Regions from separate parts of the Zea mays genome. Here all the other regions are linked to region 3. Evidence: chromatin contacts called from public Hi-C data. All regions are on one chromosome and are shown on one strand. The core of a region is the stretch at or near the end of the contact, and the rest is flanking DNA. Distances in the headings are between cores, read along the strand shown.

The links. A called contact is a pair of places that touch in the nucleus more often than the background predicts.
Region 1: a Hi-C map of ear shows a contact between it and region 3, with 3 times the contacts expected there. The contact joins the promoter of LOC542678 here to the promoter of LOC100272445 in region 3. A contact is called at or near these places in 2 of 25 Hi-C or Micro-C datasets (ear and tassel).
Region 2: a Hi-C map of endosperm shows a contact between it and region 3, with 2.4 times the contacts expected there. The contact joins the promoter of LOC103646454 here to the promoter of LOC100272445 in region 3. A contact is called at or near these places in 2 of 25 Hi-C or Micro-C datasets (endosperm and leaf).

Annotation. Positions count from the first base shown.
Region 1 is chr2:53,766,066-53,770,998 of Zm-B73-REFERENCE-NAM-5.0, reverse strand. It overlaps LOC542678 (SET domain-containing protein SET102), which reads left to right and starts at 3,602. Exons shown (of 11, transcript NM_001112195.1): 1 at 3,602-3,672; 2 at 3,812-3,864; 3 at 3,984-4,048; 4 at 4,189-4,345. The coding sequence starts at 3,856.
Region 2 is chr2:53,856,582-53,861,075 of Zm-B73-REFERENCE-NAM-5.0, reverse strand. It overlaps LOC103646454 (60S ribosomal protein L3), which reads right to left and starts at 1,609. Exons shown (of 6, transcript XM_008671191.4): 1 at 1,495-1,609; 2 at 1,238-1,345; 3 at 770-880; 4 at 151-455. The coding sequence starts at 1,322.
Region 3 is chr2:54,164,606-54,169,515 of Zm-B73-REFERENCE-NAM-5.0, reverse strand. It overlaps LOC100272445 (ribonuclease P), which reads right to left and starts at 1,691. Exons shown (of 8, transcript NM_001146919.1): 1 at 1,294-1,691. The coding sequence starts at 1,416.

The DNA.
Region 1 (4,933 bases), core at 2,353-4,852, 400 kb after region 3:
CGCGAGCGCGCCGGCGTCGTCTTCTTGCTCGGGGTCGTCGTGCCGCGGGGGGACGGCGCTTGCCTCCGTCTTGAACGCGAGGTCGATGTCCGGCGTGCCTTCCGTCGGGGCGTCGGGGGCGTCGATTCGCTCGACGGCCGGCGAAGCGCGGCCTCCCGTCTGGCCTTGACGGCCCCGCCTCCTCCTCCGTTGGCGGGGGAGAGGACGGAGCGAGCCCGAATGTTGCTTTTCCACCACGCGGGGTAGACGTCGTCGATTCCGCCGCCGGCGGGCGGGTTGTCGGCCGCCATTGTCGTGGTCGCACGGCGGTGGAAGAAGTATCATGTCGTAGCTGCCGTCGAAGGACATGAACTCGAGAGCCCCGAAACGAAGCACCGTCCCGGGCCGGAGAGGTTGCTGGAGACTGCCCATCTGGAGCTTGACGGGGAGCTATTCGTCAGCACGCAGCAGGCCCCTACCTGGCGCGCCAACTGTCGGCGTTTCGAGACAGGGGGGTCCCTAAGCCGACGAGTGAGTGTGCTGCGTGCCCCAGCCCAGATGGGTCGAGCGCGTGGGCGAGCGCGGAGGGGGGAGAGGCGAGGCGGCCGGAGCCGAGCGTGAGAGAGGTGGAAGTCCCGCGGCCTTCGTGTTCGTCCCGCGCCCAGGTCAGGTGCGCTTGCAGTAGGGGGGTTACAAGCGTCCACGCGGGTGAGGGAAGCGAGCGGCCCCAAGAGAGCGCCTGTCCCGTCCTCGGTCCCGCGCGGCCAACCTTCTCTGAGAAGGCCCTGGTCCTTCCTTTTATAGTTGTAAGGAGAGGATCCAGGTGTACAATGGGGATGTAGCAGAGTGCTACGTGTCTAGCGGAGGGAGAGCTAGTGCCCTAGGTACATGCCGATGTGGCAGCCGGAGAGATCTGGGCATCCTGCTGGCGTGATGTCGTGGCTATCGGAGGTGCGACGGAGCCTGATGGAGGGACAGCTGTTGGAGCGGTCGAGTCCCTGCTGACGTTGTCCTGCTGCCGTAAGAGAGCTGGGGGCCGCCGTCATCATAGAGCTCGTGGAGCGCCATCATTGCCCCTCTGGCGGAGCTGGCCGGACGAGACGCCGGTCTTGTTCTCCGTGACCCGAGTCGATTCGGGGTAGGATGATGATGACGTTTCTTGTTGACGTGGCGGTCTGTGCTCTAGGCAGGGCGACGTGGGGTTTCCTCCGAAGCCGAGGTTGAGTCTTGCCTTCAGTTGCCGTGGCCGAGCCCGAGCCAGGGGGTCGGGCGAGGCGGAAGTCGTCCGGCCGAGGCCAGGGCGGAGTCCGAGCCCTGGGGTCGGGCGAGGCGGAGTTTCGTCGTCTTCCGGGTCTTAGCCCGAGTCCGAGCCCTGGGGTCGGGCGGAGCGGAGTTTCGTCGTCTTCCGGGTCTTAGCCCGAGTCCGAGCCCTGGGGTCGGGCGGAGCGGAGTTCGCCGTCTTCCGGGTCTTAGCCCGAGTCCGAGCCCTGGGGTCGGGCGGAGCGGAGTTCGCCGTCTTCCGGGTCTTAGCCCGAGTCCGAGCCCTAGGGTCGGGCGGAGCGGAGTTCGCCGTCTTCCGGGTCTTAGCCCGAGTCCGAGCCCTGGGGTCGGGCGGAGCGGAGTTCGCCGTCTTCCGGGTCTTAGCCCGAGTCCGAGCCCTGGGGTCGGGCGGAGCGGAGTTCGCCGTCTTCCGGGTCCTAGCCCGAGTCCGAGCCCTGGGGTCGGGCGGAGCGGAGTTCGCCGTCTTCCGGGTCCTAGCCCGAGTCCGAGCCCTGGGGTCGGGCGGAGCGGAGTTCGCCGTGGCGCCTTTGGCAAGGCCTAATTGCCTGTCAGACTCACTCTGTCGAGTGGCACTGCAGTCGGAGTGGCGCAGGCGGCGCTGTCCTTCTGTCAGACTGGCCAGTGGAGCGGTGGGGTGACGGCGGTCACCTCGGCTCTGCCGGGGGCGCGTGTCAGGATAGAGGTGTCAGGCCACCTTTGCGTTAAATGCCCCTGCAATTTGGTCAGTCGGTGTGGTGATTTAGTCAAGGTTGCTTCTGAGCGAAGCCAAGGCCTTGGGCAAGCCGGTGATGTGTCCGCCATAAAAAGGGGGCCTCGGGCGAGACGGAAGTCTCTCGAGGTCGGCTGCCTTCGGCCGAGGCTAGGCTCGGGTGAAGCGTGATCGAGTCACTCGTGTGGACTGATCCCTGACTTAATCGTGCCCATCAGGCCTTTGCAGCTTTATGCTGATGGGGGTTACCAGCTGAGAATTAGGCGTCTTGAGGGTACCCCTAATTATGGTCCCCGACAATATTATTTCCCACAACTTATTAAGCGATAAACGTATGTGAGCTCACCCTTGCTGTCTCACACCCCCCACAGGTCAAGAACAGGTATCTCCAGGATGAGGCGCATGAAAGATGGCGTGATGTGTTCGCGAGAGGTCTATGCCGTCGTCTCCCAGTCAACTTTGGGTTGCTGGATCGTTGTCTCCATATGATGTAATTATTTATTTATTTTGTATAGAACTCCCCTATTATATAGTAAAGATGTGACGTTCGTTTCTGTATCATGAATCATCATATGTGTGATACTTGGTTCTAGCACACTTGGTGATTATGTCTCACGTCCGGGTCCCTAAAACCCGAGTGTGACAATTTGTCTCGTTTTAGTTTAAAAATAAACTAGCGGGTGACAAATATTCGAGAATGAAAGTAGTATAAGATTTGATAACAAATGATTTTTGATGTATTGTTGGACAAACGAACAAGACTTGAAGAGGTTTGAAGAAAAAAAGTTTATTTTCCCTTCCAATCCCCACTAATCCCATTCTAACCAAACGAAACCAAACTTTAGGTTATAAGATATTTTAGTTCTTGTTCGTTTCTCCTGAAATTGGTCTAGAATTCGTTCAATCGGATCAAAGCTTATATAAATTAGGTAAGTACTCCGAGTTAGATTCGTTGTAGACGACTATTCCGTAGGAACCGAACGGGACCTTAGGACATATACAATCTAGATACTATATTACAGTTCTCCAAGCACTAAATATATCTAAGAAACTTTTTCATACGACCTAATATATTTAAACTTTATATTTTATTCATTAGAACCTCTTAAGATATGACTTATTTATGTAGGTTGTATAAGTAAAATCGTTTCTAGATCTAAAGAATTGTGTAAGAGATATTTTTTCACTAAAATATGTCTCTTATATATTTTTTTTACATTTATCCTTAATATCTTTAAGATATAAATTATTTAGGGTTTTTTTGTTTTTAACTCAATCTATATGGATTGAATATGATTTAGTGAGTTTAAATCTACGGCAAGTTAAAATATATACTAATTTTTAATTTCATTTAATCCATATGTTCTAGGAATTACCCTAGCGGATCTCTACCTGTTGGAGAGACCCTGACCGTCGCCCAGACCGCTCTCTCCGCGGACGCACCAGGCATCTCGTGTATCGTCCTCGGATCCCCGCGGTCATCCCCATCTCAGCCGCCGTTGTCCGCCTTCCCCTCGACAACAAGCCTGCCGCCCCGAGCTGCCTCCCTCCGTCCGTTCGGTATCCTTTAGCCAGTTAGCCTCTTCCTTCCGTCTGCCACCGGCACGTTCTCTGCCCTCGGGTACCTCGTCTGTTCAGTCTTCAGAGCTGGGTTCGGTCTATTCCTCATCCTCTCTTGTTGATCCGGAGTGCCTTAAGTTTTGGTACGCTCTAGCCTGCTTCTCTTAGATTATATTCAGATTATGAAAGAGTGAAGAACTCCTTCAGCTTGCCTTTGTTGTAAGGTTCATTCATCCGTCGCCTCAAAATTCTAATTTCACCCCGAATCTTTATTTTTTTCAGGCCGTCTTGTTACTGTCTGCTGTTCCACAGTCGACGAATCACGAATGCTAATGGTGTTTGTGCTGCTTGGAACTCATTTTTTCATCTCTTCTGCGCGAGACTGTCCGGAAGATGTTTTTTTTTGTGTGTTTCTCTGTATGCTGAATTCGTCCAATTATTACTTGGATTGCAGGAGGAAGAATGCGTAGAGGCACCGTCGTACATCCACATTGACAGCAACGCTTTCTCCTACAGAAAGTGAGCAGTTCTGCGTTAGTTCTTTCTCAATCTGTCCAATGTGGGTTGAACTTTGATGGGACTGGTTCGCAACATTTCCTCTCGTTTTCTGTTGTTATGGGAATGTTATACTTCCTGACTACCTGTGTTATCTTTTGGAGGCATAAGAGTCAGACAGAGGAGGACATAGCTGTGTGTGAGTGCCAGTATGATATCTTGGATCCAGAGAGTCCATGTGGAGACCGGTGTTTAAATTTATTGACTAACACAGAATGCACGCCTGGCTATTGCCGTTGTGGTGTGTACTGCAAGAATCAGGTAGGACCTTGCTATTTTGGTATTAGGGCCATAGTTCGAAATTATCTGATGCCTGATGAATTAGTTTTGTAATTTTGTTCTGTATCATTGATGATTCAATTTTCCTTACCCGGCACTGCGAAGGGAAAGTATATGGTTTCAACATAGGGCGCCTTAATGAATGGATAGGGCGAAATTGGTCCATGGCACCGAAAGATCTTTGTTTTAGATAAATAACAGTCTGGTACACTTCAATATCACCAGAAGTTTTCAACCTTTGGCCTTTTAGCATTCTGTGAACTTCTCCATCTATTGCAGTCATCTTCCTTTACTTCGTTACTCCTTTAAGTCCACACCTGGTTTATTGTTTTACCCTTGCAATTGTCCCTTATACAATTATGGGCATGTCGACATGCGCAGTTATGCATACACGCTCACTATCTTCTCAAATCTACACTGTCATTGGGTTCACCCTGGAACAGATGGTTTATGGCTTGTTGGGATGAACTAGGACTAGTTGTTAGTTCAACCTAAAAATTATTGAGCTAAAGTTAAGCTAGCTAAAAAATATTTTTGTTGTGTTTGAATCCCCAACTAAAAGTTCCATGG
Region 2 (4,494 bases), core at 360-2,859, 310 kb after region 3:
ACATGTAAATGATCATTTGACTACACAAAGATTGCATAAACAGGAATAATGAAGCCAAATAAAAGACCAATAGTAATTGCACTATCAATCATCAAGAAACTGTGTTCCTACAATCATGAATGAACAACAAAGCACAATTAAGCTTCTTACCTGGGTATGAGCAATGACACGGATAACAGAAGCATATTTCTTCATCTTCTCAAGCTGCAGCTGAATTTCCTTCTTGCCAGCATCATTTTCATATTTGAGAGCATACTTTGTGAAAGCCTTCTTCTTGCTCTTGCACCAGTTCTTGTAGAACCTTCTCCTCACTTCTTCGCTAAGATGTTGGGCCCAAACAGAGTTGAGTGTGCGGAGGCCACGAGGAGTCTTCACATATGCCACGAGCCCAACAATGACAAGAGGAGGGGTTTCAATGATGGTAACAGCCTCACAAGTTTCCTTCTTATGGAGTTCTGTAGAAATCAAGTAGGCAGAGCAGTTACGATAATGGAGTGAAATGGTATCCATATACTCGAGATTCATGGGTGCAAGCAGTTGTGGATATTCAAACAGAAAAATCTATTGTTTTGAGTAAGTCTATGGGCCTGTGAAGAGATAGTTGTGTGGCTTATCATCTAAAATTAAGTGCCCTCAAATTCATAAAAAAACTAAAACTGCTGGTCAGAAATCAAATCATGCTTATGTTACAATTCATTTTTCAGATATAAACAAACTGGACTATGTCATCAGCTTAATTGATTAACAAAAACGAAGGGGGTGGACATACTGGATCCTGGCTTCTCAACCTCACGGACAATGTGAGTCATGCCAGCCTTGTAGCCAAGGAAGGCAGTGAGATGGCAAGGCTTCTTGGGGTCATCCCTAGGGAATGACTTCACTGCAAAAACAGGAAAACTACTATCAGATTTTGGACATTAAGTAAACCTGCCAAAGGAATGTGCATACCATACTAAACAGGTTAATGTTCACAGCAACATAATTCAATTGTACAGCACGTTTTCAGATTATACATAATGTTGGATTGCACTTATATGCAATAGACAATCCTTCACTGACGGAAGACAACCCTATGAAAATTATTACTTAAAAACACCACTAGCGGAGTACAGGTTGTTTAAATAGAAGGAACATAAATAATACTTCAAGTTCTAAAGGTTGAAGGGTAGAACATTTCAGATGACACGTATCGGGACAAGGCAAGCGAACAAAGAGGGAGTAAGAGATGCGAGCGTACCCTTGCCGCGGTGACGGGAGGAGCGCTTCCTGGGAAGGAAGCCGAGGGAGCCGTGCCTCGGGTGCTCGAACTTACGGTGCGACATCCTGCCCTCCTCCTCTTCCTTACCTGCAGGAGATCACAACAAGCCCATCAGATCCGCCGCGAGCTCAACATGGGCGGCTCGCCGCGCGGCGACGAAATGGCCGCCGACGGCGAGCAAGGCGAGTCGAGGTGGGAGGAGGAGATGACGCCGGCGGCGGATTCGTTATATTCACCTGTAGGGGTGGCGGCGCGGAAGTGAGGAGCCACAATGCGCGTAAACCCTAGGAGAGGTCACTTATATAAGGCCATGTTCGCTTACTAGTGGTTTGAGAGGATTAAAGAGGTCAAGCTCTAAAGGGGTCTCCGGTGCGAGAGTTTTAATCACGTCGGACCGGAATGCTCTGTGAAATATGGGTTGTTACTCTGACCTTATGAGCTGAGGTACTGTGGGCTCGATCCAGTACTCCATTTAAAATATGGGTCGTCCACTCTTATTTGAAAATGTCCCTATATTTCGTTTTACTACCTCATTGATATAGTTCTACTTTATTATAATGTAAAAAATGCAACGTGTGTTTGGACAACGGACATATTGTTACAAAATAATCCAAAAAAAGCTTCTCATTTTTTATAATTCTTGAAAGGGAAATAGGCTTAATCATTTCCTATAATCGATTTTGGTGGTTGACGTCCATCACAAACCACGTGGACTAATTAGTTTGCTTAGATGATGCTTATCTCAGGTGCATAAAATTCAACATAAACCAAGAAATAAATTAAGTTGGGGACTCAACAAAGTTTGGAGCAAAGACTTGAGAGTGTGCTGCCAGTGGCACACCGGTGTCCGGTATGCACCGGACACTGTCCGGTGCCCCAGGCCGAGCATCACTCCAATAGGCCGCTCTCGGTTTTTTCTAAGGAGCGCTCCGCTATAATTTGTCGGACTGTCCGATGTGCACCGGGCTTGTCCAGTGAGCCAACGGAGCAACGGTAACCTAGCGCTCAACGGTCGACTGCGTGAACACTAAAAGCGCAAGTGCAGAAGTCAAATGTCAGGCTGCAAAGTCAGAACGCACCGGACATGTTCGGTGTGCCACCGGACTGTCCGGTGCAACTACAAGACAAAGAACTTCAACGGACAACCGCTCCAAACCCCAACGGCGTGCTGACGTGGCACGCACCGGACAGTGAACAGTGCCATGTCCGGTGCGTCATCGACAGCAACGGCTAGAATAGTGGTTGGGGCTATAAATACCCTCCAACCACCTCCATTCAAGCCATCCAAGTTTTCTGAACTCAACATTCGTTGCAAGAGCAAAATACTTCACTCCAAGACGCATTCAATAGATCAAATCTTCTACAAGCCTCCAAATCAACTCAATTCCTTAGTGACTTGAGAGAGGGTGTTTTGTGTTTTTTTGTTGCTCTTGTTCCTTGGATTGCTTTTTCCTTTCTATTCTCATTTCTCTAAGTGCTTTGTAAAGCTAGCAAGAGACACCTAAGTGTGTGGTGATCCTTGCGGGGTCTTAGTGACCCAAGTGATTAAGGAGAAGCATCAACCGGTCTGTGTGACCAATTGAGAGAGGAAAAGGGTTGAAATAGACCCAGCCTTTGTGGCCTCCTCAAAGGGGACTAGGTTCTTTGGAACCGAATCTTGGTAAAACAAATCATCGTGTTCACTTGTGTTGAGTTCCACTTGATTTGTTTTCCTCTCTCTAAAGTACCCTTGCTCATAATGTTTTGAGTTTGCTACCAAACGCTATCCGTATTGATTGAGCAACTCTAAGCAAGGAGAACTATCTTTCGAACTCCTATTTAATTCTAACGCTAACCCCGGCCTTAGTGCGTGTTTAAAGTTTGTAAATTTCATGTTTCGCCTATTCACCCCCCCTCTAGGCGACTTTCAATTGGTATCAGAGCCAATGCTTCATTAAGAGTCTAACAAACTCAAAGTGATGTTTGAAGATCACGCCAAGAGGGAGATCATCACCGGCGACAAGACCATAGGCTCGGAAAGGACTCTATCAAGGGAGTCTGGAGACAAGTACAAGGAGGAATCCTCTTCCTCCATCAAGTCACATAGGAAGGGTGACAAGAAGAAAAAGAAAATGAAGAAGGTGGTCTACTACGAGACCGATTCTTCATCACCTTCCACATCTGGCGCTGAGTCTACAACTTCGAAGCGCCACGAGCGTAAGAAGTATAGTAAGATGCCTTTATGCTATCCTCGCATTCCTAGGCGCACTCCTTTACTTTCGGTACCCCTAGACAAACCACCATATTTTAATGGTGAGGATTATTGTATGTGGTGTGATAAAATGAGGCACCATCTAACCTCACTCCTCGAAAGCATATGGGATATTATTGAGCTTGGAGCGCAGGCACCATAAGTGGGCGACGAGGACTACGACTCGGACGATGCCGCCCAAATAAGGCATTTTAATTCCCAAGTAACTTCTATACTCCTCGCCTCCTTATGTCGAGAGGAGTATAATAAGGCGCAAGGGTTAAAAATGCCAAAGAAATTTGGGACATCCTCAAAACGGCGCACGAGGGGGACGAGGTGACCAAGATCACCAAGCGCGAGACGGTCGAGGGAGAACTCGGTCGATTCATCCTCAACAAAGGAGAGGAGCCAAAAGCGATGTACAACCGACTCAAGACGATGGTCAATCAAGTGCGCAACCTCGGGAGCACAAAATGGGATGACCATGAAATGGTCAAGGTTATTCTTATATCTCTTATTTTTCGTAATCCCACTCAAGTGCAACTAATCCGTGGAGATTCAAGATATAAACAGATGTCTCTCGAGGAGGTAATTGGCAAGTTTGTGAGCTTTGAACTTATGATCAAAGACTCCAAACATATTGTCAACTTGGAGCAAGGCGCCACCTCTACACCCAAGGTGCAACCTGTTGCATTCAAAGCAACGGAAGAGAAGAAGGACGAGTCTACACCAAATAGACTCTCAATTTACGCCTCCAAGTTCGACAATGAGGAGATGGCTCTTATCATTAAGAGCTTTCGACAAATCCTCAAACAACGGAAGGGGAAGGACTACAAACCCCGTTCCAAGATGGTATGCTACAGGTGTGGTAAGTCCGGTCACTTTATTGCTAAATGTCCATATACAAGTGATAGTGACAGGGACGACGACAAGAAGGGGAAGAAAAAGATGGAGAAGAAGAAGTACTACAAGAAGAAAGGTGTTGAGGCGCACATGGGCGGGAATG
Region 3 (4,910 bases), core at 442-2,941:
ATCACATGGTGTTTGCAGGTACACCTAAGGCCTCAGGCGGTAATAGTGACACTTTTGACCGCTATGTCATTCTTCGCGATAAATACGATGCACAAGGGCTTTATGTCAATTGTCCAACGTTGTGCGCTGACTTGGTTAGGGGAGTAGGTGGCGCTGGATACATGCTACCCCAAGGGTCTCTTGAGGAGTACCAGAGAACCTTTGCAAGGTCCTAGGACCTGGTCGGATCGATACCTCGCCAGTTCAAGACTTGGTCCTCAAGAATGCTAGATTGGCTCCTATCCAAGCCACTATAGGCATGTCTTCTACTAAAGGAGTCTTGGAGCACGCTTTGCCAGTATCTAAGAGTATAACTTTCTTCAAACGCTAACAAACAGTAATTGACATCCTATGTAATTTGCACCCTTTCTTTGGGCGTGACATTCTAGGTAATCGAGATATATGGATACTTCCTAGACTAGCTAGTAGTGAACTAATGTTGTAAAATTCAAATCAACCTAGAAAAACATAATGGTCATCATCACAACTAGCTGGAACAGTACGAAAAGTCATTAATGAACAGTACCTATTTCAACATCCATAGTAATCGAAGCCTTGTGAAAATTTCATACACTAGTGAATTTAATCCAAAAATCCAAACCACATGATGCAAACCAATAAACCACTCCTGCCCAACTCATTCTAAGAAAATAATATAATTAAGGGTGTGTTTGCCTCAGCTTTCTGAACCAAATTTGCTGCAAAAAATCTGAAATCTCAACCAAACAGGTACAACAGCATAATAGATTCCTGAAAATCTACAAATTACTCTATTTCAATTCAGAATCGCCTCCTACTCCAGATTTTCTAGATTTCTGCCATCCATGTTACAATCTGTCATGACCCTAATAGTACTCCGCGTCCGCAACCAACGACTCTAGGTGGTTGCTATGGGCTACGGCCCTTCCTCGCCGCCATTGGAGCAATAATTCGTAACCGCAATCTGAGCCCTAGTAGAACAGTAAATAATTCAAATTCGAAGCCCTAACCGCACGAGGCCTACAATAGTAAATAATTCAAACTGGAATCCCTAGCCGCAGGAGCACCATCGAGACATCTCCAGACCCTCACCGCGCGACCCGCACGACTGCATGCTCGCCGAACCCGCACTTAAAACCCTAGCATTTTAAATCATGGGGGTAAAAACCATGGTTGCTTTCCTTCTACGTATAGATGGACAGGCCGAACGGCGGCGGCCGGCGGGAACAAACGAGCAAGGAAGTAGCAGAGAGTAGCCGTCGACCGAACCCGAACCTGGAGCAGGGCGAGCGCATAGGTGATGTAGTTGCGGGGCCGGCCCTGCGCCGTGATGCGGATCTCGTTGGCGCCGATAGGGGACTCCTCCCGCGGCTTCTCCACCCTCTGGTACCGGTCCATCTGCGACGACTCTGCGCCAAGCAACCGCAGGCGCGAAGGTGAGAACCTCTCTCCCCTCGAATCTCCCTCGCGCGGAGGGAAGGCGAAGGCCGCGTCGGGTCTCGGGTGTTGGCGTGTTGCGCTTGCGGTGCGGGCGTTGAACTTTAGATGATGGTTTTTCCGACGAGGCGGCGTGCCGTCGTGGTGGCGGTTTAAATGAGGGGAGAGAGGACGCGGGGTGGATAGGGTTTGGTTGCCGGGTGGGTCGAGCAGCGCGTCGTGGGAGTCCGGCTCCGGGCTCGGCACGCCTGCGTGACTGCGTCGTCGGGTACTCGGGTTAGGTTGGGTGGCGGGCCGGTCGGTCGGTCGGCTTTGCTTGGGTTGAGCTCCTTGCTCTGTTCATGTCGCGTTCTCGACCACGACTCGTGTGAACTAGAGAAGTATAATAATGGACTCTAAACTTATTTATATAACATTTTTATTATACAGAGGAAAGGGACATGAGAAAATAGAGAAAATTGTTTCTCATACAAAAGTCAGGTGGACTCTAAGATAAAAGGATGAAAAAGAAAGAGACAAGAGATTAATCTAAAAGTCAACCTTATAGCTAGATTTATTATATGAGTGTATTTATTATTGGATCTAAATAAGATACTCCCTCTGTTCCAGTATATAAGGCGTAACCACCTCTGGTTCAAAGACCAAGAAGTGCACTTAATTGTCTCTATAGCACTGCATCGATATACGTATGCATAAAGAGAGTACACTTATATTGTGGGATAAGAATAAAAAGTGGTTACGTCTTATATCCTGGGACGGAGGGAGTAATAATGAGTTACAGCCAACAAATCTCTACTACTACATAAGATGGTAGAGTGGGCATCCACTAGCTTCTTTTGGTGAAGCACGCCATGCCCCCGCCCACGTGGATGTCCCCGCTTGCCCCCACCCCGACGCGCCCCCTCCCTGCCATCGTCCGTCTCCAACACGCTCGTCGCCCTTCCTTCCCAAAAATGTCGCCGCCCTCATCAACACGCGAGCCGCCCTCATCACCGCGCGGTGATCGCGCCCCCATCCCATGTCTCCCTCCTTCGCTACCATTCCCCGCAATCATAGCTTGAGGAGGGGGATAAAGGAGGATGGGAGGGAAGGGGTGGTGCCCGACGCACTTGCCCTCATGCGCCTATCCCTTCTTCCCAGTCGCCTTCTTCCCTCGCTCTTCCCTCCACCATTCTGCAGCCCGCCGCTGGAGCCCAACCCGCCCATAGCCTCGTGCCCCCTTCGCCTCCGGTCGCTGGAGCCCGGCCAAGTCACGGCCTCGTGCCCCACTCCGCCTCCGACAAGCACCACAACGGCAGGAAGACGAAGACCCCAACACCTCCGCCTGCATGTTTGTAAAGGGGCAAAAGCCGCTAAACCCATCTGATTTCGATTTGATTCACCTGTGGTGCTCGCAACAGAGGGAATGTCAAACTCCTTCTCCTTCTCGTTGATGAAGACGACGGAGATCGTGGAGGCGCTGCACAGCTAAGGTATCTTCGTCGACCTCTTCCTTGCTAGCGTTGTCAGGTATGCCTCTACCGCTCCCCCTCCCTAGTTGTCCTGTCTCACCAAGGGCAAATTCCCATGCCTGTCGAGTCAAGGCGACGCTTCCCAGGGAGCCACCATCCCACGACTCCATCCACCGGTTGTGAATCATCTAGGCCCCTTAGTGATGTTTTGGTAATTAATGACAACTATTTGTAGACTAACAGTTCTTAGAGGAATAAGAATGCAGGTTGGACCACAGAGAACAAAAAATCTTGGAGACTTATAAGCATTAGTTGTGGATCAAGTGAAGGCAAAGGTATAACATAGGTTTTTGTTTTTGCCGGTCTCCAGGAGTTTAGAGAAGACATTTAACCAGATTAGTAGGCTAGATGGTCGTACTATTAAGAGGGGTCAATGGCTTTGGTCTGTGTAAAACTTAGTGCCTCATAGAGCATCAAGTGGTTACATTTGCATGAGGTCTAACAGCGCTTCCGATTTCGAGAGTTAAAAAAAATCTTTTCGAAAGCGTGTTTGAAAAGTTGCTAAGTCACGGGGTTGGTGGACCATTCGGGCCAAGTGGCCGGACCGTCCGCGATCTATCCAAAGGGGTCCGAAGTATGTTCACTTCGGACTGGTCCTGTATGTTTGTACTGTGGACCGTCCGGGCCTTGGGGTCGGACCGTCCGTAGTCCTGGCCAGAGAGGGTCGCCCTCTACACAGTCCCTGTATAAATGTGCGGACTGTCCGGTTAGGTTCGGCGGACCGTCCGCAGGTGCCAAATTAGTTTGGGCAGGGACTATGTGTTTTTGGGCACTTGTACTACGGACTGTCCGGGGCCTGAGCTCGGACAGTACTAACTCCTAGGTCGCGGACCGTCCGGCCTTGTATGGCGGACAGTCCGCGTGTGTTAGCCCATCGTGGTCAGAGCTCTGGTGCTCCTTGTTGTCAGGTTTCGGACGGTCCGGCCAAGGTTGGCGGACTGTCCGGACTTCGCTTTTTTCAGCTCTGACATATTTCAAACTGGAAATCTAGTCGTTACTTGTACGGTGGACCGTCCGGCCTAAGGGCGCGGACCGTCCGCGTGTGCGCAGAAGTTGTGCTAGTTGCACATAACGGTTAGAAATGTGAAGTGGGCTATAAATAGAAGGGGAGCTCGTGTGTGAGGGTTCTCTTAGCCATTCCTTGCACACTTTGAACTCATTTGTGATCCTCCCACTCATTCTCTCACACTCCTTGCTTGAGATTGCATTATAGTGAGAGATTGAGAGCTCCTAATGCATTTGCATCCATTGGTGATTCTTGAGGCACTAGGTGGTACACCGGGCAAACATCATCGGCTTGTTACTCTTGGAGGTTGCCGCCTCCTAGACGGCTCAGGTGTTGTCTCCGTCGAGCTCTCCAAGAATATTGTGGAGGAGCCGCGGTGTCGATTGTGAGGGGTTCGCGCCTACCTCGCCAGAGCGGCAAAGGCGACGCTAGTGGAAACGAGGTATTGAGTGATTTCTTGTCCACTTGGCTCAAAGATCAAGCCGCGTCTTGATAGAGGAGCAAGTGAGAGCTTAAAGTCCACCTCAACGTGGATTAGGGGTGATCGGCAAATCACAGATACCATGGGATAAAATCTGGTGTCTTTCTCTTCTCGCATTACTTATTACTGTGCAAGTAATTAGTATTTCGTGTATTGTCTCTCTTGTATACAATTACCATAGTTGTTTCTCATAGATTGCTTACTTGTTGTTACTAGAGAAGTTATACCTCTTGTCATATTGATTAAATTTCTCTAGTGTTTTTTATTTTAGTCAAAACCGTCTATTCACCCGCCCTCTAGCCGGTGTCATAGATCCTACACTGACACTGCATCGTCTGTGGCAGCGGCTCCTCCATCGCACATGTCGTTGTCCCTACAGGCGAAGCGATGTGGACTCGAGTCCGTCTATCGCCTTTGCCTCCTCCATCGCACGCCGACTCCGTCGCGCCAGTCCATC